Regions from separate parts of the Mus musculus genome. Here regions 2, 3, 4, 5 and 6 are each linked to region 1. A link is a contact called in public ChIA-PET, Hi-C and promoter capture Hi-C data. All regions are on one chromosome and are shown on one strand. Each heading gives the region's core, a stretch centred on a gene start, on an enhancer-like site or on the middle of the called end of the contact. The rest is flanking DNA. Distances are from core to core; before and after follow the strand shown. Region 1 holds the start of Sec24c (Sec24 related gene family, member C (S. cerevisiae)). Region 2 holds the start of Kcnk5 (potassium channel, subfamily K, member 5). Region 3 overlaps Adk (adenosine kinase). Region 4 holds the start of Ap3m1 (adaptor-related protein complex 3, mu 1 subunit). Region 5 overlaps Vcl (vinculin). Region 6 overlaps Ecd (ecdysoneless cell cycle regulator).

Region 1 (2,552 bases), core at 36-2,535:
CATGATGTTACAGGTAAATAAAGCAATGTTTCCACTTTCCATTCATTGTATCTACCACCAAGTCATCCATTCATCCCCCAAAACAGAATAACTTCAAATGTACTAGGTTTTGTTCAAACACACACACACACACACACACACACACACACACACACACACAAAGAAAAACTGTAAAGTAGCTATTTGGGAGAAACAGTATTCTTTGTCTGACCTACAATAATCCAAATGTTACTCTGACCCCAGTCTTTCCATGAACAGAATGTATTAACCTCACAAATGAAACATTTAAGATAAAAAAAAAGTAGCAATATTCCATGGCAAAGGTCATTCATCTCATGTCTCAAGCAGAGGACTATGGGTATTCTACATCCAAGAGCATGCCTGTAATTGTTTCTGTTCTAAGGTTTGTTTGATAGGTCGCTATCAAACTATTGCAATCTTGCCCAGGAACAGAAGGATGAGTTGGAGGTCCTTTTCAGGGGTCATTCCAACAAGGGGACTGGAGATCTAAACATCCTTCTAGTTATTATACAGGCAGAAGAGGCCCAGGAAGAGTGAGACCTCCTTTCAGGTGCTGCAGTAGAACAATAGGTTTCTCTTTGCTAGGAGAGCCCAGAAGCTAAACCGCTGCCGGACTGAAAACTCTGTAAAGTCAAAGCCATTTTAGAACAGTCCTTCCAAACGCTAAACGTTGCACATGCCACCAACATCAAGCCTGGGAAACGTCCCTCTCCCTTTAATTTCCTGAAGGAGGCTGAGGGACCGAATAAGCTCAGAGTCAAACTCCAATCTTGACTCCATTCTAGGGGGATAGCCGAGGGTGACAACCGAAAGGGGCGGGGCAAGCTTCCTAGAACTCTGAAAGTACCCGAGATGCGGAGGCTTGAGCGCTCCAGAGATCGAGATCCGGAAGCCAAGCCAGCCTCTAGGGCCACGAAGAGGGCCGGTTCACTAAGCAGTAAAGACCAATCCTCTAATGCCCTTCAACATGCTGGGAGGGCGAAGCGAGCCGGAACCTGGGCCAGGAGGTGAAGGGAGGGGTCCGGGGACCTAAGACCGATCGCCGGCCACAGATGCGAGAGGTGAGGGTCTCTTTCTAGGCCCCGCCTCCAGGCTCCTCCCTTTCCTCTAAAACCGGACAGCGATCAGGCCAAAAATACCCTGGCCTCTCCTCAGCATTCCTCCCCACCACGCAACCTCGCGATGCCACTCCTCACCCGGCTCCAGATCCAGGTTCGACTTCGTTCCTAACGTCAAGGCTCCCAGGCTCAACTTCCGGTTCCGAGGGGGGGGGGGCTGGCGTGCCGTCCCCGGAAGTTCCGCCCCATGCTCTAGGGCTAGGCCACTCCTTCTGCCACGTCGGCCTTAGGCACGCTTCCGGAAACCCGGATGTTGCGCATGCGTATGTGGTGTATCCCGTCATGGACGCAGTCTGTAAAGTATTGCTGAGTTTCATGCTTTTTTTTTTTTTTTTTTTTTTCTTTCCTTTCCAGATTTTTCCACATTTTCCAGACTTTTTTTATGGCTTTACCAGCTGAGAGGGTATTGAGAAAACTAGGTCAGATTATTTTTAGTAACGCTCCCTTCGTCGTGTGTTGACTTTAAGGACAGCTAGTCTTGTATCCACTTCCTGTTAACCTTTCACCCCGTTGATTTGCGTCCCTACGGTAGAGCTCACCCTGACCTTTGAGCCACACGTGGTAGTGGTAGGGTGGGTTCTAACCCTCGACTTTGGGCCGATTAGTTCAATGTTTGGACAACTTCTGCCCCGGTTTACTTCTTTAATGAAAAGAATTCGTGTCGAACAGTGAATTGGGATGAATTTAGAGACGTTTCCTAAGATTGTTCAGTATAATGTTTATTCAATAAAGATTAGTTACCATTTTATGCCTTGCCCTTTTTTTAATAGAGGTAACTCTACCAGAATATAAAGACCTCCCTGCTCTCTGTTAAAAGAGCTACAATTCTTTCAGTAATCATAAGACTCTTCAGAGAACAATGTTAACTAATAAATGATTATTGCTCTTTTATCCTCTAATCAGTTTTTTGAGACTGGATCTCAATTTATAGGCAGACTATCCTGAAACTGGATATATAACCCATGATCACCGTGAACTCCCACTTTTTATGCTTCCAACCTCTCCGTTGCATGCATTGGAATTCTTTCTGTGCTGTTATGCTTTAAGCACTTCTTTGGGCCAACTTAGGTTCATGAATAGAGTAGGCAAACTGTTTTGTGGGGTTTTTTCCTACGTAATGGTAGTTACACAGTAATGCATGCTTAGAGAAAAATGGGCATTTAAGTTTGCATGTCAGTTACTAACCAGTCAGTTGTTTCTGTCTAGCTTGTTTTAAAATGTCTTATGTATGGGTGTTTTGCCTGAATGTGTATCTGTGCACTTTGTGACTACAGTACCTGCAGAGGCCAGAAGAGGGCACTGGATCCCCTGGAACTGGAGTTAACAAATCTTGTAAGATACATGGATGCTGGAAATCAAACCCAAGTCACCTGGAAAAGCAGCCAGTGTTCTTTGTCACCAGCCCTGTTTCTA
Region 2 (2,552 bases), core at 32-2,531, 490 kb after region 1:
GTTCAAAGTCAGCTTGGTTTACATAGCGAGGTCCAGGATAACCAGAGCTACACAGGGAGACCCTATCTAAATGATTGACTGATCAGCAGTGTGGAGCCATCCTTAGCTCTGCAGATGCAGCAAGATTTCAAGAGCCACAGACAACCTTCTTGCAACTCTCGGCCTGTGACGATTAATCACCCACAGAAGGAAAAGGCCCTGGGGAGGGGGTAGTGCCAGGGACTCTGGCCTCTGTTGCATCTGCTGCCACAGAGGTCAGGGGCAGGCTGTGGCTCTGGCACACAAGTCAGCACCCCTGACTTGAGACAGTGGAGGCTGCCCAAATGGCTCTGCCTAGCTTCCATTTCTTTCCTGGAAAGTAGATCTAACGACAAACCCCCGATTACGATACAAAAACATGTCGTCTGCCCAGGGTTTATAAATGCTCAGAGAAGCAAGCAGAGTGAGGAGTAACTCAGACGAGTTTTGACAGATGTATTCACATCTTCTGCCTATTATCAAGTATTTGTTTATTTTTGAGAGAAGGTTTTACTGTGTAGCCTGGCTGGCCTAGAACTCCCTATGTAGACAAAGTTGGTATACCTCTCTAGTTGGGACTAAATGTGCACACTACCACCACACCTGGTCTGAGTGTTTATCGCTATTAACAGGCCTGTGGATAAATGCATCACCGAGTGGAAAGCATTTCTAGTCTCTCCAGTAGATATTCCAGCTGGGGTGGGTAAGGGGGAAGTGGTGTTGTAATTTTAAGCAGGCTTGGGAGTAAGGAAGAGGTCCTTGTAATGTGGGTGTGGCTGTCTGTCGCCTCTCTCAGAAGTGTCGCGAACACAGATGACCTGGGATGGGTTCTTCACCCATTTGTGGTTGGGATTAATTCCCAGTAATCCTAATTCAGATCCAATCTCCTTACTCGGGTCAGATAAGTAAGTGTGTGAGCCCCAGGAATAATTGGGGAAACATCTGGATGTGATAGTAACACTGGCAATGTATTTCTGACCTCAGCAGTAAGGTGCATGACCGTTTTAGCGAATTATATCGATTTCTAATACGCAACTGGAGTCCCGCAGACCGCAAATCCCGCGACTGTGTGGCTCCTGGAAGTCTGGTGGGGCCATGAAGCCTTGGCCTGGAGCTTGGAGAACCCGGTGTTTGGTGTAATGACTTCAGGCGCGCTGGGCGGGGCCAGGGGCGGGTTCCGAATGGACTCCACCCCTTTCAGGGTCTGGCGCGAGCGGGCGGGCTGAGAGCTGCTTAAAGAGCCCTGCGGAGGCGCGCTGGGCGTACTGTCGCGCGCGCAGAGGCGGCACACGTGTCTGCTGGTGTGGGTCCTGAGTTTCACCCTACCCTTCAGGATCGAGAGATTGGGGTGGCCCCAACCCCCTTTTGATGTGCGCTCACCCTGGCCTGTGAGAACGTGATCCACGCAGTTCCCCGCGTTCAGGGAGCCAACTTGGCCAAGCAACTGTCCCGGGAGCGGCGCGCGGGGGTACCGGGCACTGCGCATGCGGAGCTCCAAATTCAAACAGCTGTGTCCAGGGCTGCAGGACGAGTGAACCCGGAGCTGCTGGAATTAGGGGACTCTTTCTCCAGGAGGTGGCCATTCCAGAGTCATGGTGGACCGGGGTCCTTTACTCACCTCGGCCATCATATTCTACCTGGCCATCGGGGCAGCGATCTTCGAAGTGCTGGAGGAGCCACACTGGAAGGAGGCCAAGAAAAACTACTATACACAGAAACTGCATCTACTCAAGGAGTTTCCGTGCCTGAGTCAGGAGGGACTGGACAAGATCCTACAGGTGAGCCGTCGGTCGCCAGAATCCTCCACATGCATCTGAAGCTGTTGGGACTATAGCGGTATTGAAGGGGATACTCCCTCCTACAGTTTAAGACGACCCCCCACCCCCCAGTCCCAACCAGAAGTCCCTGGGTGGCGGGAGAAAATGCCTCATCAGGTGTCAGGTCGCAAAGATCTGTGTCTTTCGTCTAGGGACAGGGAGATTCCCCCACGCGCGCAGACTTGGTCAGTACCTAGTAAGTTCCGAGAGAACTTGGGGTTGACTCCAGGATGAACTGGGCCCCGCGGTGGCTTAGTGTGGGTGTGCGGGTGCCTCCCTCTTTGGAGGGAGGCTGTGGGGCGGATAAAGGAGTTTATCTTTCCTTGGAGACGCTCCCGGAGTCCGGGAGCAGAGCCGGGTGCCACCCCTCGCGTCACCACCTCCCGCTCCAGGGCCGTTGCCGCGCCCGCTCGACCTTTCTAAACTTGAATACAGCAGAGGGCCCCCAGACCTGGTGTGAGCAAAAACACACCCGCCAGTTGCTGCACTTTGAGTGGGGCAGGGAGCTCGGACATATCCTAAGTGCCTCGGAGGAAGGTCTGTGGCTGGAATGTTCGGGACGGTCCCAGGCTTCCATGAAGTCTTAGCAAGCTGAGCCATCCCTCAAGGACTCGGAATTAAGCTTTGTCAAAACAGCAGGTTGCACAAACGAACACCCAAATTCAGGTAGTGCCCTTTTAGGGAGCGAGGATAGTGTGGGTGAGGGGATGTTTCCCT
Region 3 (2,552 bases), core at 18-2,517, 410 kb before region 1:
ATAGGGGAGGCATTATTATTTATTATTATCTTTGTTGAGCAAACTAGTAAAGAATTCCTAGGGGGAAAAAAAATCAGCAAGATTACATAACCTCCCAAAAATCAGACAGCAAATAAATGATTCTAAACTTCATATAATGTGCTTTTTTGTTCAATATAACACACTGAGACACTCAGGACTCTTTTAATATAAAAATGTTTGGTCAAAGAGAAGCATCCAGATATAGACAAAATAGGGGTACAGTCATTATCTATGGCTTTATTTCAAATAACATTTCAACAACTAAAACTCCTATGACAATATGATTACATGAGGTGACCAGATAATTCACGATCCAAATGGATAAATAAAAAACCTAACAGTAATCATGTCAAGCTAACAGGCACCATTCAGCACCTGCTCTGGGCAAACTGGGGTACGTGGTCGCCTGGTTTATAAGACAGCTTTATTTATGTTTTATTGCAGCAATTTTTAAAAGCAACAACCAGAAGTAAAGAAAGCCATGGATGCTAGACAAATGAGCAGGAAAGAGTTAACCTCTGGCCAGTCACCATCATTTGGTTCCAGTTTTATCTTTGACAGTTCTGCTTAATGTAGCAATTCACTGACTGAAATGATTTGGAGTTAGAAAACCTTGTGTGTTTTCTCAAACAAAGATGACCTATTTATAAATACGAGCATTAACAGCTGAAACACTGCACATAGGAAAAAGGTCCTATTTCAGTTTTCTAAGACAGTTCATAGATCAAATAGTTTCAGTGTATCTTCAAATCTTATTTAGCTCACCAAGAAATCTCACAACATAAAAATTTATATAGCAATCTGAATTTTTAAATTCTTAAAAAGAAAGAAAGAGGAAGAGAAGAGAAGAGAAGAGAAGAGAAGAGAAGAGAAGAGAAGAGAAGAGCAGAGCAGAGCTCAGCTCCCAGGTCCTAAAATGAGTTTGAAAATTCTGCTTAAATGCTGCAAAGAACCCAGCTCAACAAAATTCCATCTTAGCCCTACTTTTGTCTCCATATAATGTTTTCCATCTGAGTAGTTTGGAGGATTCTATTGGATGTACCTCAAAAGTCCTGAGCCTTAAAAAGAAAAATACCCCAGGACCTCACCCACAGCCCACATAAACTTTCCAGTGTGGGCTTAACCCACACTAGCAGTTCCAGCATGATGATGATGGAGGACACAGACAGACTCAAGAGTCCCAAAATAGTCTCAGCCAAACCTGGCCATACAGACTGCACAGCAAATACCCTCACTACTCCCAACGGGGTTCCCAGTGGTCCCTGGCACAACTTGGGAGTTGTAAACAACCCCAAAGCAGACTGCACACAGGGTTATGAAGACAAGGCAATGTTTAACAGAGAAACTTTTAAAGTGTTACTCAGTAAAAAAGTACACAAAGTAGTAGTGAATGACCTACATTGTCTCAGACTCTACTCCTGGCAAACTAGAATGTATCGCTTCCATTCCGGAAAACAATTTCCACACAGAGAAAGAAAAAAAATTCCAATATTTTCTAGATCTCCTACATTTAAGGCTTTACCTTTCCTATTGGAACAATTTAGACTGACAAAAGAATTAGTTTATCAACTATGTTCTAACATGGCCCAAATGAAGACCTGATATACATAACAAGGGATAAAAGTTCTCCAAGGATAACCAATTTTGTAAGCCAAAAATTTAGCTTCTTAATCACTAAAAATTAGTAGAATAAAATACAAATTATGATAGTCAGAATACCTCTAGCCAAATCATTCAAGACCTTAAGCTTAAAAGGATAGTCTAATTAAAATAATTAGAAATTAAGAGTTGACTGCTACCCTAAAAATGACATAACTAGGCTGTTTGTTTCGAGACAGGGTTTCTCTGTGTAGCCCTGGCTGTCCTGAAACTCACTTTGTAGACCAGGCTGGCCTCAAACTCAGAAATCCGCCTGCCTCTGCCTCCCAAGCACTGGGATTAAAGGCGTGGGTCTTACTTAGCTAGGCTTAAATAAGGTATCTCAAAATCTAGGATCTGGTTCAAGATTTGTAACAATTTAAGTGAACTTAAACAAATTATACTATTTCTGATTTTCAGTGTCTTCAACTGCAAAATGAGGCAATTACATAGGTAAGTGTGTTTCCTGTTTATAAAGTGAAGCTTTACACATATCTTTTCAATTGACATCATTTCCTAGGTGGGGAAAGGCTTTTAAGATTAAAAAAAAATATTCCACTCATAAACTGTCTTGAAAGTTAAAAGCATTGTACAGATAGTGGGACACACCTATCATCTCAGCACTCAAGAGATCAAAGCAAAAGGATACCAATTGAGGACAGCCAGAGAGGGCTACTGTAGCAAGTTCTAAGTTAGCCCAGGAAAACAGTGAGACCCTGTCTCAAAATGTCAAATTCAAAACAAAGTTTTAAAGTACAATTACCCTGTAGTACTGTAGGATGGAGGTTGGTATCACAGTAGTGAGAGATTTCATTAAACAATGCCCATGGTAAAAATAAAAAAAGAATTAGAAAAGAGCCTCAATTAGATTGTAGGTATGTCTGGTTTCTAAT
Region 4 (2,552 bases), core at 27-2,526, 380 kb before region 1:
AATTTAAAATAAAACATCCTCAGTTTTTTGGTTGTTTTTTTTTTAATGTTTTACGTTTGTGGTATTAGACATGCACAATAACCTTCTAAGAATAATAGGCACTAAATAAACCCACTAAAAGGGACCTGCTCAGACCCATTCCACCAAGAACATGATTTGGGACCCCCCAACTTTCCTTTTCAGTTGTGAATCAATTCTCCTTTTGAACATGGAAAAAATATGTTGAAATAAATGGAATTTGCCTTGTATAATCAGTAACAGGCCCACGGTTTTAAATCAGTTTGATGCGTCTATTTTTAGGTAGCAAAATCACTGCCTTCCAATGAGCACTTCAAAGTCATCAGACACTGAGCGCGCTGGACTTTATACTTATTAGGAAGAAATTTTTTTTAAAAAAACGAACGGCTTTTTGTAAATGAAAGTTGCAACATCAATTGTGCGTCAGGTGTTGGGAGAGAGAGCTCTCCGCTCCTGCCAAATATGCAAAGGGGAAAAAAAGAAAAACAAACAAAAACTTTCCTAACCTAAGCCTGAGGTTGCTTGGGGGTCCCATGAAGGGGGTCTCCAAAGATGATTTCAGAAAGCTGACGGAAAACTCAAAACGCTCTTCTGCAACGCCTTCTGAAGAATTCCAAGAATGTTATCTTTTACCAGGGTCCAGGAGGCGCCGGGCGCCTTCCCGCTAAATACCCTAGGAAAGGATGCAGCTCCAGATAGGTCCTTTGGGGTCGCGCTAGCGCGGCCCGCGAAGACAAGCACGTGGCGCCAGAGGAAGGCTCGGCCCCCGGGCCAGCAGCTCTGATTGGTCAGTGGCTGCCAGGGCCGAGAATGCACCTGAGCAGAGTCCAGAACAAGAGGGCACTGAGGGGAACAGCAGCTACGCGGGCAACTCCCCGAGCTGCAGGTCCAGCGCGTTGGCCCCACGAACGCAGCCACCAACCAGCTGCGCCAGCCCACGTGGGCCTTGGCTCACTGCGAGTGCCATCTCCCTCCTCCCCCACGTAGGGCAGCTCTCACCTCAGCGCTTGTGGCGCTTCCACCTTGAGCTTTTTGGGCTTGGGCTCGTCCGCAGCTGCCATCTTCACACTCTCACCGTAGTTTGGCTCTGCCGCGCGTCCCGCCCCTCAGTCCGGTGGCCCCGCCCCTCAGCTCGTCACCGCCCCCTTTCCACTAAGCCCCGCCTCTCCAAGCTCCGCCCAATCCGTGACTCTAGTCCATAACCATTGGCTCTACGCGCTTCCCTACAGGACCTCGATTACTACGGTAAGGGACCCCAAACGGAGTTAGGCTGCGGGTGAGCGCCTGCGCTCAGGGAGTGCCAACCTCCCCGTTCCTTCAGCCCCTGAGTAATGTGGAAGAGTCAGATCTTCAACCTCTGTAGACACCGAGCCTCTCACTGAACGCCGTTCCGCTCGTTGTGTCTATCTAGTCCAGCCGACCTCCTTGGTGCCTCTGCGGCTGCTAGTCAGGCAATCTGCTGGGCACTCCGAGCGCGGGGTCCTCGCGGCATTCTCTGCTGCTTCAGCTGCGGTGCAGAGAGGACCCGGCACCGAATCACTGAGTCGCCCAGGTGTCGGGGTGAGTGTGAGGGCGGGGAGTCTCCGGGCTGGAGACCTCTCCAAAGCCGGGGAGTAGACCGCATAGCTCCGGCTCGGGACTCTAGCCTGGGCTCCAGGAGCGTCCCCGCTGCTGTGCACCGGGGCCGCGCCTGCCCGGCACGTCCGGGCTTTCTAGCCAGCTGGGCCGGAAGGGAGCGGTGCACCTGCCACGTAGGGTTCTCGGACCCTGGACCCCAGGCACGGGAAATGTCATCTATAGTGAGGTGCAGTACCGACGACTTGAATTTGTAGGACCCCAGGTTTGGCCTTGGAGGGCAAGTCCCCTGAAGAAGCTAAGAACGCTCTCTTTATAGGGTGGCGCCTGCGTGAGCTGGCCTGGGATGGGGAAACAGTGAGTAGGGTGTTGCAGCTTCTCAGGAGACAGGTGACAGGGCTGTAAACTAAGAAGGTGGCCTGGAGAATGGAAACATAATGAGGGGTGGGCTGATTGGATGCAGTGGATTTGTTTGATATTGAAGCTTTAACTTCCTAGTTGAGAAGTTGAGTCACTGTAAAAATCCGGCGTTCTCGCGGGGAAAGAATTTTTTTTTTTTTTTTTTGGTGGCATTTGGGATTTTGACTTGAAAACACATTACACAGAAGAAAAGGAATTTTCTGCAGGCAAATATATAAATCCTTCCTCTGTATTGAAAGAAGAAAACGTGCCCCCCTTTTGAGAGAGTCCCACTGCTATTATCGTCTGTTTCTCAGTGTCTTCCTGGTTTTTAAACATTTTTTTTTTACATTTATTTGTTTGTTGTATGTGTGTTGCATGCCACAATATACATGTAGAATTCAGAGACCAACTTCTGGGCCACAATTCTCTCCTTCCACCATGAGGGTCTTAGTGCTCAAACTCAGGTCCTTAGGCTTGCTAGCAGACACCTTTTTTGATGAGCCATCTCAGTCTCCTTATCTTTGTTTTACCTACTTGCTGCTTTTAGCTAAGAACCA
Region 5 (2,552 bases), core at 20-2,519, 360 kb before region 1:
TTGTTTTAAACAGAACAAAAGAAGAGGCAGAAACATTTACATATAAGTCCTAGCTTATAAACATAGTTTTTAGTGGTGGCATCTCTAACACGTCATTCAGGGACTGTTTCCTTTTGCCTCCTTGTACTGTAAGCACTGACACTAGAAAGCACATCTGGTGGACATGTGTCTCCAGAACTGAAGGAACTTGGAGAATAAACATGATTCTTCTTAGTTCCTCTAAGAAATCTTTAGTAAGACAAAAAATGATCTTTGGCATAGATTCATACTTTAAAGGCATTGATATGCATTTATATCAGGTAAGCAACTATACAGATCTGCTGAGAGCTTTGAAAAGAATCTTTTATCAGCAAAAAGAAATAGGGGGAGCCTGAGTATTCAGGGTCAACTTAAGATTTACAAGTTCAGTGTTGGGATTGGACATACTAGATGTGGGAAGAACATCCAGGAAGAAGGCCTCACTCCTGTATTCGTCTGGTTCCTGATTTCTGAAAGAAGCATTTGTATACTGGGAAATGCTTATACAGCCAGGATAAATGCAAAAAAAAAGGAAAGTCACTTTTACACTAACTTTGCCCAATAGGAAACATGCCTTTCTGATAAATAGATACCATACTCATTATTCTTGAATACTTCGTATTTATGGAAGGATGAAAAATGCTTGGTTGTAGTTGATTAAAAGCAACTGGGAACTATAATAGTTCCTACTGATTTTTCCCTAGAAGCACCAGAAGTATAATCTGCAAATGCTAGTCTCCCAGACAAGATTGCCTTTCCATTCAAGTCTCTTAAGGAGCAAGCCCTAATTCTTAAGTCTCAATTTTGAATGAACCTTTCAAAGTTACAAGCAAAGTCAAGTGTGGTGGTAGGAGCTAACAGGCTGACACAGGTAGATCACTTGAATCCATAAGTTCAAGACTAGCCTGGACAACATAAAGAGACCCAGTCTCAAAATTTAAAAAAAAGAAAAAAGTGGGGGATGGAGGGATTACAGACAAACACATACCTATGTATCTTTAAAGTCTTGTTTAAAGAAGCATACAGAAGAAGACTGCCAAAGCCTAGGATGATTTGGTTAAAAGTAAATGCAGCACTTCAGCTCAGAAATTAAAGAAAATAAGGGCGAAGAATGAATGCCAAGGCCTCAGCACAGACATCTACTGGCAGTGACAAAGCATAGAAAATCTGGGAGTGGCCCCACTGGGAGGATGGGCAGGATAACACCCCAGTGACTCTGTTCCTCTAGTGACAGAGCACCAGTGTGTTTACAGGATGGTTACCTTGGCAACCAAACAAGGCAGGATGTGAGACAGGAAGTTTCCATAACACATACTAGTTAGTGGCATGGTAAAAACAGAAATAATGATTTCCTCACAACAGTGAAAGTTGGTTTCCCATTGTGAGGAACTAGGGTTACACTGGGAGAAAGCAGGAAATGAATCCAGGCCGCACAAGCTAGAACTCTCCAGAGACCACTTTTTCCTGCAGCAATGATGCACAGCCCAGAGAAGGTAGGCAGGGTCAGCAGCAGGGGGGGAAACCCAAAATAACTTTGGAAGCACAGTTATTTAGACTTGCCTCAGCTCTAGGTCTTGAGAGCCTATAGTGGGGAAAGGGAGTTGGTGAACCGTAAACACAGAAATGACCCCCGGGGCAGAGCAGGGCTTCCGGCTAGTGTTCACGCTTATTCTGAGCTGCTGTAAAATCCATGGGAGAGAGTGCGCATAGTAACTGAAAGTACAGGGTTTATAGAGAGACACATTTCAAAGTGCCCATGACAAGAGTATAAATGTTCCTTTCTGGTGTGTGAAGCCAGGGATTGATGTTTCCATTCCTGACAACTCTGAATGGCTTCTGGAACTCAAGATGGTTCTCTTCTCTTTAGCAGAGGTGTATGTACCAGCCAGATTTGACGAGGTGCCTACTGGTACCAGGGAGTCTTTCTGACCCAGCGCAGAGTAAAGCCAGCATCTGTTCGGATTTTGATTGAAGCAGCTTCAGCCTCTCGCACAGTCTCCTTCACAGACTGCATGAGGTTCTGGGCATTATGAACCAGCATCTCTGTGGCCTGCAATAGGAGAGCCCTGTTACTATAGCCCCTAACGCAGCACTCGCTGCCAGGAGTGGGCTGCAGTTAAGCCCTATACCCGATCCCCCTGCTCCACCAGTAGTTTAACTACATAAACAGCAATGTTTATACAATTTGGCTTGTATATCAATGACTGCACTGTGTCTTTGTATGGCTGACAGCATGCACTGGTTTTGAAAGGTGGTGTTCTTTTAGGACTCCTGCTATGTCCTCTACCTGTAACACTTTTCTTCCAAGTATGCCAGACTCCCCCTCCAGTGTCCAAGCATTCTTTACTTGAAGATATTTTTCTTCATAAAATCCATCATAAATTTATGCTATATATTATACCTAGATTGCTTGGGGGTGGGAGTTTTTTTCTTAGTTGGCATTTGCTTTTGGTGTTTGGGGGAGGGGGTAGTTTAGTTTAATTTATCTGTCTGTATTCTTTAAGCTCCATAGGGCAGAGATTTTTGTTAGTTTT
Region 6 (2,552 bases), core at 31-2,530, 350 kb after region 1:
GGCAAAGAACTATTTCCAGCTCTCTATACACCGGCCAGAAAGGTGAGTTATAGCCAGGACCCAGCACAGAGTAGGACAGGTTGGTGGCTGGGTAGTTCTTTTTAAATAATATATTTTAAAAACCTATTTATTGGGCTGGCGAGATGGCTCAGCTGTTAAGAGCACTGACTGCTCTTCCAGAGGTCCTGAGTTCAATTCCCAGCAGTCACATGGTGGCTCATAGCCATCTGTAATGGGATCTGATGCCCTCTTCTGGTGTGTCTGAAGAGAACAACAGTGTACTTACATACATTAAATAAATAAATATTTATCATAAACAACTATTTATCATGATTGTATGTACGTGTAATGGGTGAATGAATGCAGACAAGAGCATGCCATAGTGTGTGTGTGTGTGTGTGTGTGTGTGTGTGTGTGTGTGAATCTTTGAACGTTGTCCTCAGTGGTTTCTGGAGATCAGACTCAGGTCATCAGGATTCCAGGGGCATCTTGCCTGCCTTCAGTAAGACGTTTGCTGTTGTTATGAAAATAACTAGATACTCTAGTACAAATAGACAGTGATCTGAGAAGAAAAATATTTATACCAAAGATGAACACTATTATTTTGATTTCTTTCTTTCTTTCTGGAGATTAAGGGTATTTTTATTCTTGTACTGATAATTTTACTTATGCATTTTTCTATGAGTACTTTTTTTTCTTTTTCTAGCCTGCTGTATTTCTGAGACTGGTTTGGAAGTCCTGATCCTCCTGCCTCTGCCTTTCAAGTGCTGCAGTGACAGCATACACTATCACGTCCCCCTGTGATTGTCCATTTATTATGATTTTTTTCTTGTTCAGTAATGCTTGCAGCACACGGGGTAGTGACAATTTACTCATGGGATTTCTTTTCAAAGTGCGAAGCTGTTAATGAGTTTGCCTCATTAGATGGCTGAGATGGTTCCGCCGATGTGGACAGTGAGTCATGGCACCATCGTAAGAAATGCTCACGTCTTCCATTTTTTTATAGTTCACTTGCTATGAGCCCAGGCGAAGAGATCCTAACCGTGTTACAGACACAGCCATTTGACGTCGCCGAGCTCAAGACAGAAGAAGCTGACCTTCCTCCGGAGGACGGTGAGGGAGGGCAGGAGCGTAGCAGGAGGTGGGAACTGAGCCGCCTTCCCCAGGGCCTCTCCTGAGACACAGCATGCATGCTTTCTTTCTCAGATGACCAGTGGTTAGACCTCTCACCAGACCAGTTAGACCAGCTACTGCAAGATGCTGCGGGCAGAAAAGAATCCCAGCCCGGTCCCCAGAAGGAGGAGCTGCAGAACTATGATGTAGCGCAGGTCTCAGACAGCATGAAGGCCTTCATCTCCAAAGTGTCTAGCCACAAGGGGGCAGAGCTGCCCAGGTGAGCGCACGGCGGCAGAGCTGCCCAATTAGTTGTTCCAGAGGTTGAAGTCATTGTCCGTGTGAAGTATTGTGTCCACCTCAGCTTTCTTCCATCTTGTTTCAATATTCCTTATTCCTTATCTGAGGTGAGAGAGGTTTCAAGTAGCCTTTGTAATTTCTGAAGCAAGGCAGAAAACTCAAAGGATTTAAAAGCCAGCACCAGACCTTGTTTGTTAGTTACTTTGGTTTGTTTGTTTGTTTGGTTGGTTTTGTTTTAGATAGGTCTCTCTATACTCTATATAGCCCTGGCTGTCTTGGAACTCACTATATAGACCAGGCTAGCCTTGAAATTGTAAGTATCAACGTGCCTCTGCCTCTACAGTACTTGTATTAAAGTTGTGGGCTCCCATGCCAAACGACTCCTCCTCCTCCTCCTTCTCCTCCTCCTCTTCTTCTTCTACCGCTTCTCCGTTTCTATTGATTACTCTCCGTGCTCCACTTCTGTAGACTCTAATTCAGAATCTGTAGACTCATGGCATGTAGCTCTCAATAAACTCAAGCCTCTGATCTCCTACCATACAAGCATATTGGAGTCTTGAAACTCAGAGAGAGGGGTTTAAGGAGCCCATCAGAGGAGGGAGGAGTCCCGGAGCTTGTTTGTGTCGAGTCACTGGGGACAGGGTAGGCAGATCGCTATGGGAACAGCAGGTCTCTGTTCTTTTCTCTTTGGTGGTAATGGCACTGACCTGGAGGCTCTGCACACTAACAAGTCCATCCTGGTGAGCTCCTCCCCAGCCCAGTGAGCCTTGCTCAGTGTGGGTGGTCCTGGACAATGTTTGTTGTTAAGAAAGAAAGAATAGGGGGCTGGAGAGATGGCTCAGCGGTTAAGAGCACTGACTGCTCTTCCAGAGGTCCTGAGTTCAATTCCCAGCAACCACATGGTGACTCACAACCATCCATAATGAGATCTGGTGCCCTCTTCTGGTGTGTCTGGAGACAGCTACAGGGTACACATATATAAAAAAAAAAGTGTTGTGTTAATGATCTCAGATAACTCGTCCCTCTCACTGTGTATCTCGTAGGGGCCACCAGATGCATAGCTTAGGTGTATGTAAAAGGTACATTTTTACTTTTCTGTCACCAGGTTTTTGTATTTCTATTGTCACTCAAGGTTAATG

Evidence for each region. Promoter capture Hi-C pulls out the DNA fragments that hold promoters and counts their contacts. Hi-C and Micro-C count contacts between places; a contact is called where the count stands out from the background. ChIA-PET counts read pairs in DNA pulled down with a chosen protein or histone mark.
Region 2: a promoter capture Hi-C map of pre-B cells shows a contact between it and region 1, with 5 times the contacts expected there. The contact joins the promoter of Kcnk5 here to the promoter of Sec24c in region 1. A contact is called at or near these places in 3 of 39 promoter capture datasets (liver, pre-B cells and stem cell-derived epiblast-like cells), 1 of 484 Hi-C or Micro-C datasets (pre-B cells), 2 of 115 datasets of contacts at active chromatin or transcription factors (memory CD8 T cells and pancreatic cancer cells) and 1 of 9 other capture datasets (liver).
Region 3: a contact with region 1 is called in an RNA polymerase II ChIA-PET map of memory CD8 T cells, with 54 read pairs. The contact joins the enhancer-like site here to the promoter of Sec24c in region 1. A contact is called at or near these places in 4 of 39 promoter capture datasets (the C10 cell line, the HPC-7 cell line, cranial neural crest and 1 more), 2 of 115 datasets of contacts at active chromatin or transcription factors (extraembryonic endoderm stem cells and memory CD8 T cells) and 1 of 9 other capture datasets (adipose tissue).
Region 4: an RNA polymerase II ChIA-PET map of memory CD8 T cells shows a contact between it and region 1, with 236 read pairs. The contact joins the promoter of Ap3m1 here to the promoter of Sec24c in region 1. A contact is called at or near these places in 9 of 39 promoter capture datasets (the C10 cell line, cranial neural crest, frontonasal cranial neural crest and 5 more), 3 of 484 Hi-C or Micro-C datasets (B cells, embryonic stem cells and regulatory T cells), 4 of 115 datasets of contacts at active chromatin or transcription factors (extraembryonic endoderm stem cells, memory CD8 T cells, pancreatic cancer cells and 1 more) and 3 of 9 other capture datasets (adipose tissue, liver and pancreatic islet).
Region 5: an RNA polymerase II ChIA-PET map of memory CD8 T cells shows a contact between it and region 1, with 190 read pairs. The contact joins the enhancer-like site here to the promoter of Sec24c in region 1. A contact is called at or near these places in 11 of 39 promoter capture datasets (the 3T3-L1 cell line, the C10 cell line, the HPC-7 cell line and 9 more), 2 of 484 Hi-C or Micro-C datasets (B cells and the G1E-ER4 cell line), 3 of 115 datasets of contacts at active chromatin or transcription factors (extraembryonic endoderm stem cells, memory CD8 T cells and pro-B cells) and 2 of 9 other capture datasets (adipose tissue and liver).
Region 6: a contact with region 1 is called in a Hi-C map of embryonic stem cells, with 2.0 times the contacts expected there. The contact joins the enhancer-like site here to the promoter of Sec24c in region 1. A contact is called at or near these places in 14 of 39 promoter capture datasets (the C10 cell line, HPC-7-derived erythroid cells, the SN4741 cell line and 9 more), 3 of 484 Hi-C or Micro-C datasets (the Ba/F3 cell line and embryonic stem cells), 4 of 115 datasets of contacts at active chromatin or transcription factors (embryonic stem cells, large pre-B cells and stem cell-derived neural progenitor cells) and 2 of 9 other capture datasets (adipose tissue and liver).

Annotation. Positions count from the first base shown.
Region 1 is chr14:20,673,054-20,675,605 of GRCm38.p6, reverse strand. It overlaps Sec24c (Sec24 related gene family, member C (S. cerevisiae)), which reads right to left and starts at 1,285. Exons shown (of 23, transcript NM_172596.2): 1 at 1,218-1,285.
Region 2 is chr14:20,180,511-20,183,062 of GRCm38.p6, reverse strand. Kcnk5 (potassium channel, subfamily K, member 5) reads left to right here and starts at 1,281. Exons shown (of 5, transcript NM_021542.4): 1 at 1,281-1,796. The coding sequence starts at 1,611.
Region 3 is chr14:21,078,371-21,080,922 of GRCm38.p6, reverse strand. The region is part of intron 1 of Adk (adenosine kinase); the gene reads right to left. Among named protein-coding and RNA genes, the nearest start is that of Adk, 27 kb to the right of the region's middle. Within about 2 kb of position 1,267, at least 4 of the 459 cell types and tissues checked have an H3K27ac peak or open chromatin away from gene starts, as enhancers often do.
Region 4 is chr14:21,051,166-21,053,717 of GRCm38.p6, reverse strand. It overlaps Ap3m1 (adaptor-related protein complex 3, mu 1 subunit), which reads left to right and starts at 1,276. Exons shown (of 9, transcript NM_018829.4): 1 at 1,276-1,578. Adk (adenosine kinase) reads right to left here and starts at 1,144. Exons shown (of 11, transcript NM_134079.4): 1 at 1,018-1,144. The coding sequence starts at 1,079.
Region 5 is chr14:21,031,103-21,033,654 of GRCm38.p6, reverse strand. It overlaps Vcl (vinculin), which reads right to left. Exons shown (of 21, transcript NM_009502.5): 21 at 1-2,068. The coding sequence ends at 1,922. It also overlaps a transcript of Ap3m1 not described here. Among named protein-coding and RNA genes, the nearest start is that of Ap3m1, 20 kb to the left of the region's middle. Within about 2 kb of position 1,269, at least 204 of the 459 cell types and tissues checked have an H3K27ac peak or open chromatin away from gene starts, as enhancers often do. A contact at or near this core is called in B cells, the HPC-7 cell line, adipose tissue and 4 more, where this site is marked.
Region 6 is chr14:20,327,444-20,329,995 of GRCm38.p6, reverse strand. Ecd (ecdysoneless cell cycle regulator) reads left to right here. Exons shown (of 14, transcript NM_027475.3): 9 at 1-42; 10 at 1,007-1,113; 11 at 1,207-1,393. Among named protein-coding and RNA genes, the nearest start is that of Ecd, 19 kb to the left of the region's middle. Within about 2 kb of position 1,280, at least 18 of the 459 cell types and tissues checked have an H3K27ac peak or open chromatin away from gene starts, as enhancers often do. A contact at or near this core is called in embryonic stem cells and stem cell-derived epiblast-like cells, where this site is marked.